2 separate regions of the Rattus norvegicus genome follow, and region 2 is linked to region 1. The links are chromatin contacts, called in public Hi-C maps. All regions are on one chromosome and are shown on one strand. The core of a region is the stretch at or near the end of the contact, and the rest is flanking DNA. Distances in the headings are between cores, read along the strand shown.

Region 1 (5,482 bases), core at 2,482-4,981:
ATAATAAAATCAGGTCAAATGTTAGGTAGTCTTCATTCAGATGTCAGAGGAGTAGGACCCCCTTCCGAACATACCCTTCCCCCGAGGTTCTTGGAGAAAGGCCTCTGGGAGGGACAGACTCGTCCGGAACACCTGTGCTTATGTGTTTACCATCTGAGTAGATCCAGAAGGAGCCGGAAGCCAAGAAGTACAATAGGAAAAACTCGTAACTGCAGCCTCCGCAGCCGCGAACTATCTGCAAGCTCTGGTTTCTCAAACATATGGCCCTGCCCTTTTTTTTTTTTTTCTGTAATGACACGTGGATTTCAGAGTTACTACTACTAGACGCCATTTCTTCCTAAACAGAGTCCTTTGCTCTCACTGAGAGTCCATTAGTCGGCATTTCTCCAGGTCAGGCCCTGGGAAGCAGCAGTCAGCCCTGGCTATACAAAGTTTTTGTTGCTGTTGAAATCTTGCTAGATGCAAAGGGGCAGACTCCACAACCCAGCACCTAGCACAGGTTGAGGGAGTTAAGGTCCCGCATTCAGGGTCGACTTTGTGTTGGGTGAGAATCTGGGGAACCCTTTTCTTTTAGTTACACCCAGCCTTACAGCAGAAGGGAAGATAAATCCTAGTGAAATATAAGGAGTAGGTTGACCTTGCCCACTTTCGATGTTCCAATGTTCCATCCGTACAACGACCTGAAAAGCTGTGCACATGTTGTGGTCCCCCAAATTAAGGGTGAATGGGTGCATGTAGCTAAAAGAACTCAGCGGAAATAGGAATCCAGGCAGTGCCAAAACGGCCGAGTCTGTTTGAGTGCCCCACCGGGCAAGGAAGTGTGGTCGCAGTGTGCACTCCGTACAGCCCGTGTTGTGCGTGACAGGCTGTCGCTGCAATGTGCAGCCCATTGACACTGATGGATGCGCCAATGGTTGGACGGACAGATGTTAGGGCGGATCACACAGTGCGCGGCGCCTGAGCAGGGAGGGCTAGGCACTGGTGAGCAGGGGTGCCGACAGGCGATAGGGGACCGGTGCTTGAGCCACTGCACGAGGGTATGAGGGGTGGAGGTGGGTAGCGAGGGAACGAAGGTTGAGAGAGCACCAAAAGGAAGCAAAGGGAGAGGGAAGCATCCTTTGGGCGAACTCCCCGTGCGCGGTGCCCAAGGCTGTGAGCACGTCGCCGCCGCCGGCGTGCCTAAATGCGCTCTCCGCGCTTTGAATGTGAGCCCCGGACCTTCTGGGTCTGGCCTCCAGGGACAACGACCCTCCTCCAGGTCAGAGGGGTGCCGTGGTCACCTGAACTGTGAGGCCAACGGCGAGGCCAACCGACTCACCGATTCCTCGCTGGAAAGAAGCTTTAAGCGCCGGAGCCCGCGTCTCCCCGGCCTGGACGAGACGCCGTTTCGGCCTCTGCGGCCGCAGGCACCAAGCACCCCAGGCGCACCCACCCACGAGTACGCGACACACACATGCAGCACTGGAGCTCAGCCGCAACCTGCCTCTGGCTCTCGGCTCCGCCCGGGATCCACGCCGGGTTAATTCAACTCCCGAGCGCCTGGGCACTGGAGCCGGCTTTATAGCCCGGGAGGACAGCAGCTACACATCTGCATTCAGGGAGGCGTCTGGACCCAGCCCAAGCCAGCCGGCCGGGGGCGAGCGGAGACTTTTGATCTTACCGGTAGGGTGAGATCTTGGTCTCCTGGTCTACAAGAAAAAGAAAGCACGCTGTGAACTTTTAAAACAAACTTGAAAAACCAACCACAAAGAAAGCATGAAAAAGAGAGAGGGCTGAAGAAGAGGGAAGAGAAGAATAAGTTTAAAATAAGAGGAAGAAGAAGAAAAAAGCAGCAGCAAGAAAGGAAGGCCAGGGTTTGCAGCTCCCAGTGCGCTCAGGCGGCTAGTCCTGGGGCGCAGGGCACTGGCCCTCGGGTAGACTGTGGGCCTCGGGGCTCGCGTGGGTGCTAGGGCCCCAGCCGGCGCGCCGAAATACAGTGCTGCTCCCGGAGCCGGGGGCCCAGAGGCCACCCCAGCCACGGACGCCGGGAGCCCGCTGCGCCGCGGCCGCCCCATTCCCGGCCTAAGAGCTGGCCCAGGGAGACGCAATCGAGCCCGCAGCGCATCGATGCGCCGCCGCCCGCGCCTCTCAAGCTCTGGCTGGCGCTCCGCCGCCACCGCTCGAGGGTCGCCCGCTTGAATTCCAGCCCACCCGCGCCCTCACCACCAGAGTAAGTGAGCCCACGTCGCCCGGTCGCCACCACAGCCTTCCAGCCGCCTCCTTCACGGGGCACATCGGCCAAGTCTGCCCGGAACCTCTGCGACCCCAATCACCCAATCAATAATCAATCCCTTTCGTCCACAACTGCCCCTAAGCCAGGAGCATCTGGGGCAACCTCCCCAGTCCTGGGCGCACCCCGGCGGGGGATGGGTAGGGGAGCCGGAGTTTCTTCTCCCTCCCCCGTTCCCGCCTTAGAAACCTCCGACGCCGTGGGTGGGGGGCGCGGCCAGGAGCCCAAGGGGGCGAGACGCCGGGTGCTGAGACGGTGATCGTCCCAAAGTCAGTAAAGGAAACTTGGAGGTGACCCCTCCCACGCTTACCCCCGAAACAAACCTGGGAAAGTTTGTGGCGGGGGGGTGGGAGGACGGAAGGAGATAGCCACGGTGGGTCCCAGGAGAGGAACCCCAGGGCCCACACCCACGGCAACCCGCATATCTTCTCCCCAAGGCACCCCCGGGGCCCTGGCATCTTTGAAGGGGTACCATCCCGAGTTGTGGAGCGCTCTGGGGCTTTGCACGCGGTGGGTTGAGAGGAGTGCGGGCCGGGAGGGGCAGCGGGGAGCGGCCCGGGGTTGAGCCGGGGTGGGGAAGAGAGATGGGCGGGGGCTGTGGGCGCCCCGGGACAGGCTCCGAAGGGCGGACCCCGCGTCCCGGCGAGAACGCTCGGGGCAGAGACTGAGGGCTAGCTCCGGGTGTCTGGACTTGGGCGGAGGGCCCTGGGCAGGCGTCCGGGCCAGGGCCAGGACCCAGGCTGGGGGCGCCTCCGCGGGCAGGCGAGTGACACGATCATCTCCTTTTCCTTTAAGCTTGCCTGTTGCCGACGCCGCCGCTCCAGCCGCGCCGTGGGCAGAAGACTGGACCGCTGAGCCCCGGGCCGCGGCGGCGGCGGCTGCGCCCCCCCCCTCCACCCCCGGATGCCTTGACCTCCCTGCCTGGGGGCGGGAAGCGGGGCAGGACCGGCCGGGGTCGCTCCGGGGCTCCTCCTCTCATCTTTCTGCCCGCCTTCTCCTCCTTCACTCCCCGCCCCCCAGCCCCGAACCCCGCGCACCTCGTCTGGGGACGGGGCGGGGGGGGGGCAGGGCGACCGCTCCTCCCCGCCCCCTCCTCCTCAGGCCTCTGGAGCGATTTGTCAAACTTCCCATTCCGCCGGCAGCGCGGTCCTCCTCCTCCTCCTCCTTCTCCTCCTCCTCCTCCTCTGCCTCCTCCTCCCCCTCGCGCTCCTCCTTCCCCGCGCCTCCCTTGCCCGCCCTCCTTCCCTCCGCACGTTCGGGGATCGCGGCGGAGCGCAGCGAGGGGGGGACGCGGAGAGCCGGGGCGCAGCAGCATCCTGCGGGCGGCCGCTCTCCGGGGGGGAGGCTGCGAGCAGGCCCGCCTCGCCCCCCCCCGCCGCCCCTCCCTCCCTCGGCTCAGCCCGGCAGCGGCGGCGGCGGCGGCGGCGGCGGCGGTGGCAGTCGCGGGAGAAGCATCATGCCGAGGAGGAAGCAGCAGGCGCCCCGGCGCGCAGCAGGTACGAGCGGCTTCCCCTTCCTCCTCCGGTCCTCCTCCTCTTCCTCTGCTCCCGCCGCGCCTCTGGGCCGCCGGCCCCCGCGCTGCTCGCCGCACTCCTCGCCTCTCTCTCTTTTTCTGTCTGTCTCTGCGGGCGCAGAGTAACTCCGGGAGCCCGGCTGGCTCGCGGCTCTCCTGCCCGGGTGAGCGCGCCCCCCGGTTGCCCCGCTATGTTCTCCGCTCGACCGGCTCGCACACCCTCCCGGGGACGACTGAGCTGGCTTGGGTCCCCGCCTCTGCCGATCCGGCTGCAGCGGAGAAGCGCTCTCCAACCGGTGCCTTTCGGTGGGGGGCGGGCGGGGTCACCTGAGTTCTCTGGGACACCTTTCGCGTTGTCCCGGGCAGTACCCGGTGCCTACCGGGACCAGAGCGAGCGAGCGTGAGCTACCGGATCCCTCTGGCCACCTTACTGCTAATTCGATTGATTCTTCATTTATTGGGCCCAAACCGGGTACAGCGGTGGAAACCAGAGTGCACTGGGTCTGTGTATTGTCAGATGACTGTCAGGTCAGTGTTGGATGCTGACATTTCCTTCATTCGTGAATGTCTTCTTACCCCCCTCCCTCTCTTTCCGCTGCTGCTCCCTACCCTTTTCTAGCACTTAGTTCTGGGACATATCTGAGTACTCCCCCCTCCCTCTCTTTTTCTGCCAGGAACGTCAACTCCTGTTAGGACTGAGCTGATTTTTTTTTTTTTCTGGAAAAGAGAATCATTGAAAACAAAACAAAACCCACACACAGAACATTATTTTGCAATAATGTCGGTTGGGGGCACGTTGGCTGGAAGAAGGGTTTCTGGCGGGTTGCCACCCTTGATTTGATGACTGATTGATCGCCCGTCATGCCTGTGCCTTTGATCTATTCATTCCCAATAAACATCAATAAATCACTTGCAATAGTGAGGCCAAGCTCCGTGACGTCAGGAGGGCCCTGTCAGTGCAACTTCAGGGATTTGGGGCGGCTTGCCGAGAGAGGACCACATATGGACGTGATGTATTTTGATATGAATAACACTCAAGACGTGCAGAGGCTCAGATGCTGCCCGAAGGGGAGGGTTACTTAGGAATCCTTTTCTTTAATCTTCTTTCTTTTCACTTCCCTTTTGAAAAAAGAGGGGAGGGCTGAGGGAAGAAGGAAGGGTCACCGAGGTAATGTTCCACGTGCTGGTGGTATACAGGCTAGTGGTGGTGCTCTGCAGGTTGCTGGTGGTGGCAATTACCTTCAGACTAGCGGGGCTCCCACCTCAGCTGCTCTCTGGCCTCTTTACCAGAGTCACAGAGAAGGGACCATAAGGTACTTCTCCCACAAGGGTATTGGTCTGACGGTGTTGTGAAGAAACCTTGGGGTGGGGTGGGGGATTTAACTTGGTTTGGTGCATAGAAGGAAGGCATGTTTTCCTTCTGCACTCAGTGTTACCCAAATTTAGAAAGTTCGAAGATCCCTACAGAGAGCTCACCTCTTCCCTGATGCTGCCTGCTCATCCCATCTCCTCCTTTAAATTCCAAGCTTTTGCAGTGAGCTGATCTACCCGAAATAAACTCTAAGACTTTGGAGGCATCCTTTACAAAGTTGGTTAGTAGGAATGTCTTGGGCTTCTTCCAGTCTGGGATTTTTTTTTTTTCTCCTTACTTTCTTTCTTTTTCGGGTACACGTTTTTTAAGGTATCTGTGCCTCCATCCA
Region 2 (5,482 bases), core at 1,499-3,998, 280 kb after region 1:
CAGATGACCATGAAATTAGATATGTTCTTATTCAAAGGGGGAGGGGAACAAATGAGGAAATATATATTTTGAGTCCAATATGCTAATATTTCTAACATGACGGTTTCATTATTTTCTATCTGCAGTCTCTCTGGCTTTCTCCCTCCTTCCCTCCCCTCCTCCCTCCCTCCCTCCGTCCATCCATCCCTCCCTCCCTCTCAATTCCCAGAGCAAAATCAAAATCTTATGTAGGTCATTGATTTTTACATCCACAGACAATGGACACCACCAGCAACTTGCAGATATCAGCCCACCCTGCGTGTAGTTAGGAACCAAGACAGAAAGCCACATCTGCTCAGTGGGGTGTGTGTGGGGAGGGCGGGGTGTGGACACCCAGCCCTGTGGCTTGGTGAACCCGCTCCTGGTGCATCTGAGGCCAGAGCCTGGCAGGATCGGTGACGAGTCCATTTTGCTAATGCTCAACATTAGCTTCATGAGGATGGATTATGCCGCCGGCATAATATACACAAACGGTGATGATAAATTCTAAACTAAATGTACACACTGCATTTGGTGCAGTGGAGAAATTAGTGGTAAGTGCACAAGTTACAGTCTGAGAAACTAGGAATTACACATTACTATCTTTCCAAAGTAACTGCCACCGGATTCGCTATCACTCTCTCATTTTATTTTCGGAGATTACTAAGATGGTGTGCCTACTAACGCCCAATTATCTGCTTCACCATCACCCCCCCCCCACACACACACACACATACTCTAGATGGATGTGAGAACCAAAGGTTAAAAACCTGGGTCTGTGGCCTAGAGACTTCTATGGCTAGGAGGATGCCTCGCTTCCCCCTTGCTGACCTCCGTTTAACCTTTAAATTGACCTAGAACGAGTTTATTTTCCTTCTCCTCACATGGATGCCTGTCCCATGAGAGGGGACCCCTCTTCTCCTGGGTGGATAATTACATTGCCACTGAGATCACCTTTCAGCTGCACAGCGCTCCCAGCTGAGATAGCCACTGGCAACTCCCTGCCCCGTCCCTCTCCCTCCCTCTGAATATCCTTCCTGTATACCTGCTGAGTACTGGGTCTCACTAGGTTTCTGGTATCTGGGTAGTACCTGGGGACTTGTTATGGAGGTGAAGGATCACGACTGAGCCTATGGATGACTGAAGGGACTCTGGAAGCAATGACAGCTGTCCCCCCACACATGAGTGTGTCGCTTCTAAATGACTTGATCAGTGTGTTTTCTGTCTTCCGTGGAAGGTGGCCAACTGACTCTTCAAGAGTGGGAGAAATCCACAAAGCACTTCAGTGGGTGCTAAGCAGGAACCGAACCCCAGGGATGGGCTCTGCAGACTGTGCACCCCTAGAAACCTTCAGGAATCGCTGCCTTCTGCAAATGAGTGTCCAAGAGCTTATCCCATGCAGGAAGGGAAGGAGGCAGTAGACAGACGCAAGCCTGTTAATGGACAGTAGATCTGCAGGCCTGTGTGGAGAAGGCTCACAGGGTGCCTTATCTCCAGTCCTCAGACCAGCAAAACCATAGCATCTACATCAAAGCTTCCAAGGCCAGCTGGGCATGGTGGCAGATCCACTTGGGGGGCAACAAAAGCAAGTGGATCTCTGTAGGTTTGAGGCTAGCCTGCTACATGCCAGCCAGGGCCTACCCTTTAACCCCATCTCAAAACTGGGGGGGGGGGTTGGGAGGGAGGGAGGGAGGGAGGGAAGGAAGGAAGGAAGGAAGGAAGGAAGGAAGGAAGGAAGGAAGGAAGGAAGGAAGGCCTGCCTTAATACTGTCCCCCGGAGCTGGGACGCTCCCTGGTGGTGATTGTCTGAAGTTCACCTAGAGGCTCTGAACCTCCCGTGTTGTCTTTCTAGAGTCAGTTGTGCAAGACTCAGATGCATGCATCGAAAACAGAAAGGAGAAAGGGCCTTAATCATAATCGAGGTTGGGACAAGGAGGACAAGAGGTGGCTAGATAGTGCCTGTCTTAGGGTGTTCCTTCTGACTCCTGCTGGCTGGGGAGGAGTTAAGAGGACCCCGATTTCCAAAACTCATCATTTTTCAGGAAGGGCAGGACAGCACAGCACATCCAACAGCTCACACACCCAGATAATGGCAAAGGCCTGGGCCCTTTCCCAGTCACCTGAGGGTATCAAGCAGCTTGTTTCACTTCTGGAACTGATTCTGTCGCCGCCTTCCCTTATCCTGGAGTCTAAGATCTTCAAAATAAATAACAATAAAAAATGTTTTTAATGAAATGAAAAAGGATACTAAGTTCATCCAATGATTTTTTTTTTTACAAGGTAAAAATGTAGGCTCTGATTTTTTAAGATTATTAGGAGTTTTAAGACGGTGTAATCAGAGCTTTTACCAGGGAGAGGTCACTGTAATTACAGAGCCATGTGTGGCGACATGGCTCACAAACATCCATAGAGTCTCCGTGAAGAAACCTTTTCTGACTAAACCATTGTATACTCTGAACATCAGGTGGCATACTGCAGGAACTCGATGGACACGGAAGAACAACCCTCCGCCCCCGCCCCCGCCCCGCCCCCCGCCCCGCCCCTCTGACCTGCCAGGACGGCGTGCTCTGTCCCTTGCCAACAATAGACAAACAGAAAACAAAAAACGAACAAAATCAACCAAACAACCCATCACACAAAAGCCAAAACAAAACACAGGAAGAATTGGCTGAGCTAGTGAGGAGCCTGGGAGTATTTAGTTACTATTCCACCCCTAGAGAAGGGACAGATGACCTCTAGTGTTGGAACTGATGAAGAGCTCCGTGGACAGAGTTTGGACAGGGGAGAAGCGGGTGTTTCAGGCACAGGCAAGTAGCAAAGGTGGGAAGCTATGGAGACCCGCAATGCATACTGGGACTTACAACGTGGAACTAGAATATGGAGCATATAGAGGACACAGTGGGAAGCTCTCAGGGCGCTCTGGAGTCCCCTCGTTCCCTCTCTGGCTCGTGAAGGCTTCCTTTAGCAATCTTTCCCAACAGAAGCATGACAGCTGCTTAGTCCAGGGCAGAAGGGAGGTCTCCTCATCCATTCTCAGAAACCGAGCAAAGGGTTTGCCCCAGCACCAGCAAGGAGTTGGGTACTGGTGATGGCAGTTGAAAGGGTTCAGGATTCTTAGTTCTGTCTGGGAAGGACAGTGTGCAGGAGTCTTGGGTAGGGATCATCAAGTGAGTAAGGAGCTATGAAAGCAACAGTACATGAATTTTACCATCTCTAAATATTCTACCAATCTACGTATACATCTATCCAAGCTCATCTATCCAACTACACACACACACACACACACACACACACACACACACACACAACCAGCTCATACCCACCAGTCCATCCAAACACTCACTCACCCACCCACCCATCCATCCATCCACCCACCAATCCATCCATCTAAACACATACCCATCTACCTATTTTTCTAAACATACTCTGATCCACCAATCTATTAATCCATCCACCCATTCTCTCTTTCTCCCACTGTGTTAAGAGGGAGGATGAAGCCTACATTGTATGCAATATATTGTGAAGGCTTCATACGAGTTAATCAGGCAATCTTGCAATGAGGAAGCCACAGTTCATTAGGAGGGGTGACCGCGCTATGAAGACAAAAAGAAACGAACAGCATCAGGAGGAGATACTAATAGAGGAAGGCAAAGCTCAGGAAGATCGTGGGAGACAGTGATCAGGAGAAGTGAAGCTACAATCCGGGAGGGAATCTAGTCCAACGAATACATCCTGAGCATGCACTGGGCTTAGGTCCGGAGATGGGCACAGCATCCATTCAAAAAGCCTGGGTCCCACTTGACCCCGTATAGGAATTGCTAAGTGGGTACTTCAATTCTTGGGTAATGCTTCTATCTCTAGGGAGGGGTTCCATCCATCTGACGCCCAGCAATTTAGGGGAAACGAGGATAGAGCGTAAAGCAACAGGGGGCTGAGCAAGGGGCGCATTAGAAAACGTTGCCCCCAAACCCAATGAGCCTTTTCACCCAACAGAAGTTAGTCCCCAATCTCTATGGGCTTCTGCAGCTGGCTTCTTTGCATTTCTGTTCATCATCGCAGCCTGCCTTTTCTCCCTCCCTTCTCAACACTAGATTAGACTCTCATCAAAGGTCTGGGGGTGGGGGTTGGGGGGGGGAAGAGAGCGTTTATGCAGATCAGTCTACGTTCGGGCATCAGTGGTTAACCCGGTAATAGACACTTCTATTACCCTCCCTGGAATCCTTGGAGGATCAATGTATGGGTTTAACTACCACGCGCACCGACAAAACGTAGATGGGCGGCGTTGCCTTCGAGCGAGCACCGGAGCCTGTGTATATGTTTCTCTCATTATTTGGATGTGCGTTTGAGTGTTATGATCAGTGATTCAGGGCACATGATTCATCAGGAAGACGTTTGCTCGGCAGACATGTGAGGAGCTGTCTGCCTCTTCAATCTCACTGACAGGGCAAAAATGCTGATTTATAGTAAATCATTAAAATCTGCTTATTATGGTGAGACTTGTTCTTCTTCCCCAGTTGGAGCCTGCAACTTGAGCTGCAGCACGTCTCTCACAATTTTATACTACAGCAGGCAGTTATTTGAACAAGAGAGGAGCACTCTTTAGTCTTTATTAGTGCCTATGAAAGGATATTTTGTTTAAAGAAGACTAATTAAGAATGCAGACGATTTGCTTGCTCAGTTTAAAGGGGTGGGGGGCAAAAATAAAGATTTAAAACGTCTAAGAGGAACAAAGAATTCCTGGACTGAAAGAATGCTCCAAAATGAGATTGGGTGCGTATTTTAAAGAGGCCTGAAATAGCAGTTCAGATGGTGCCGGTGTGTTTGGGCAGGGCTGCGGAGGGGGTCATCTGAGAGGCCGGGTCAGAGGAAGGGCTCGAAGGTCTTGAACATAAAATGAAAACTGGAAAAGGATGATGACGACGCCATTGTGAGGTTCAAGGCCAGTACTGTGACAATCGGCCTGTAGCTTTAAAGACCACCTGGGAAGCGTTATATTTTGAACAGAGAATTTCAGATTTGGTGGCAGCCTTCGAGGGGAGTGCGTCACATGCTAGGTAAACAAAGAAATAACACAAAGAGGTCTATATTTTGTATGTGTTACTTACAGTATAAAAAAATTAATTTGATGCCTGGGGACAGAAATCCTTGCCACTGAATTACAAAGAAGTGAATAAACGGGCTCAAAATGAATCCATCCAGATCTGTCCCCTTAATAAGACTAATTCCGGAGAACAAAGACGAGCATAATGCATTTTAAATTAAGTTGGAAAATGCATAATTTATATTTGTTTTATTTCTTCATATTTTAACACAGGTGCGTTGCAGAATGCTAAGGACTATGGAAGGGCACACTCTGTCCACCATTCCTCACTTAAAAAAAAAGAAAGAAAGGACTACTATTTCTCTCCTGGTTCCGGCAGCAAGGGCAGAATCTGACAAAAACAAAATAAAACAAAACAAAAAA

Evidence for each region. A called contact is a pair of places that touch in the nucleus more often than the background predicts.
Region 2: a Hi-C map of frontal cortex shows a contact between it and region 1, with 2.2 times the contacts expected there. The contact joins the enhancer-like site here to the promoter of Tshz3 in region 1. A contact is called at or near these places in 2 of 12 Hi-C or Micro-C datasets (frontal cortex and psoas muscle) and 1 of 1 datasets of contacts at active chromatin or transcription factors (oligodendrocytes).

What each region holds. Positions count from the first base shown.
Region 1 is chr1:98,521,853-98,527,334 of GRCr8, forward strand. It overlaps Tshz3 (teashirt zinc finger homeobox 3), which reads left to right and starts at 3,732. Exons shown (of 2, transcript NM_001107506.1): 1 at 3,732-3,765. LOC108349564 (a long non-coding RNA gene) reads right to left here and starts at 3,071. Exons shown (of 2, transcript XR_001835726.2): 1 at 2,203-3,071; 2 at 1-1,688.
Region 2 is chr1:98,803,718-98,809,199 of GRCr8, forward strand. No RefSeq gene overlaps it. Among named protein-coding and RNA genes, the nearest start is that of Rpl27al3, 110 kb to the left of the region's middle. Within about 2 kb of position 2,749, at least 4 of the 93 cell types and tissues checked have an H3K27ac peak or open chromatin away from gene starts, as enhancers often do.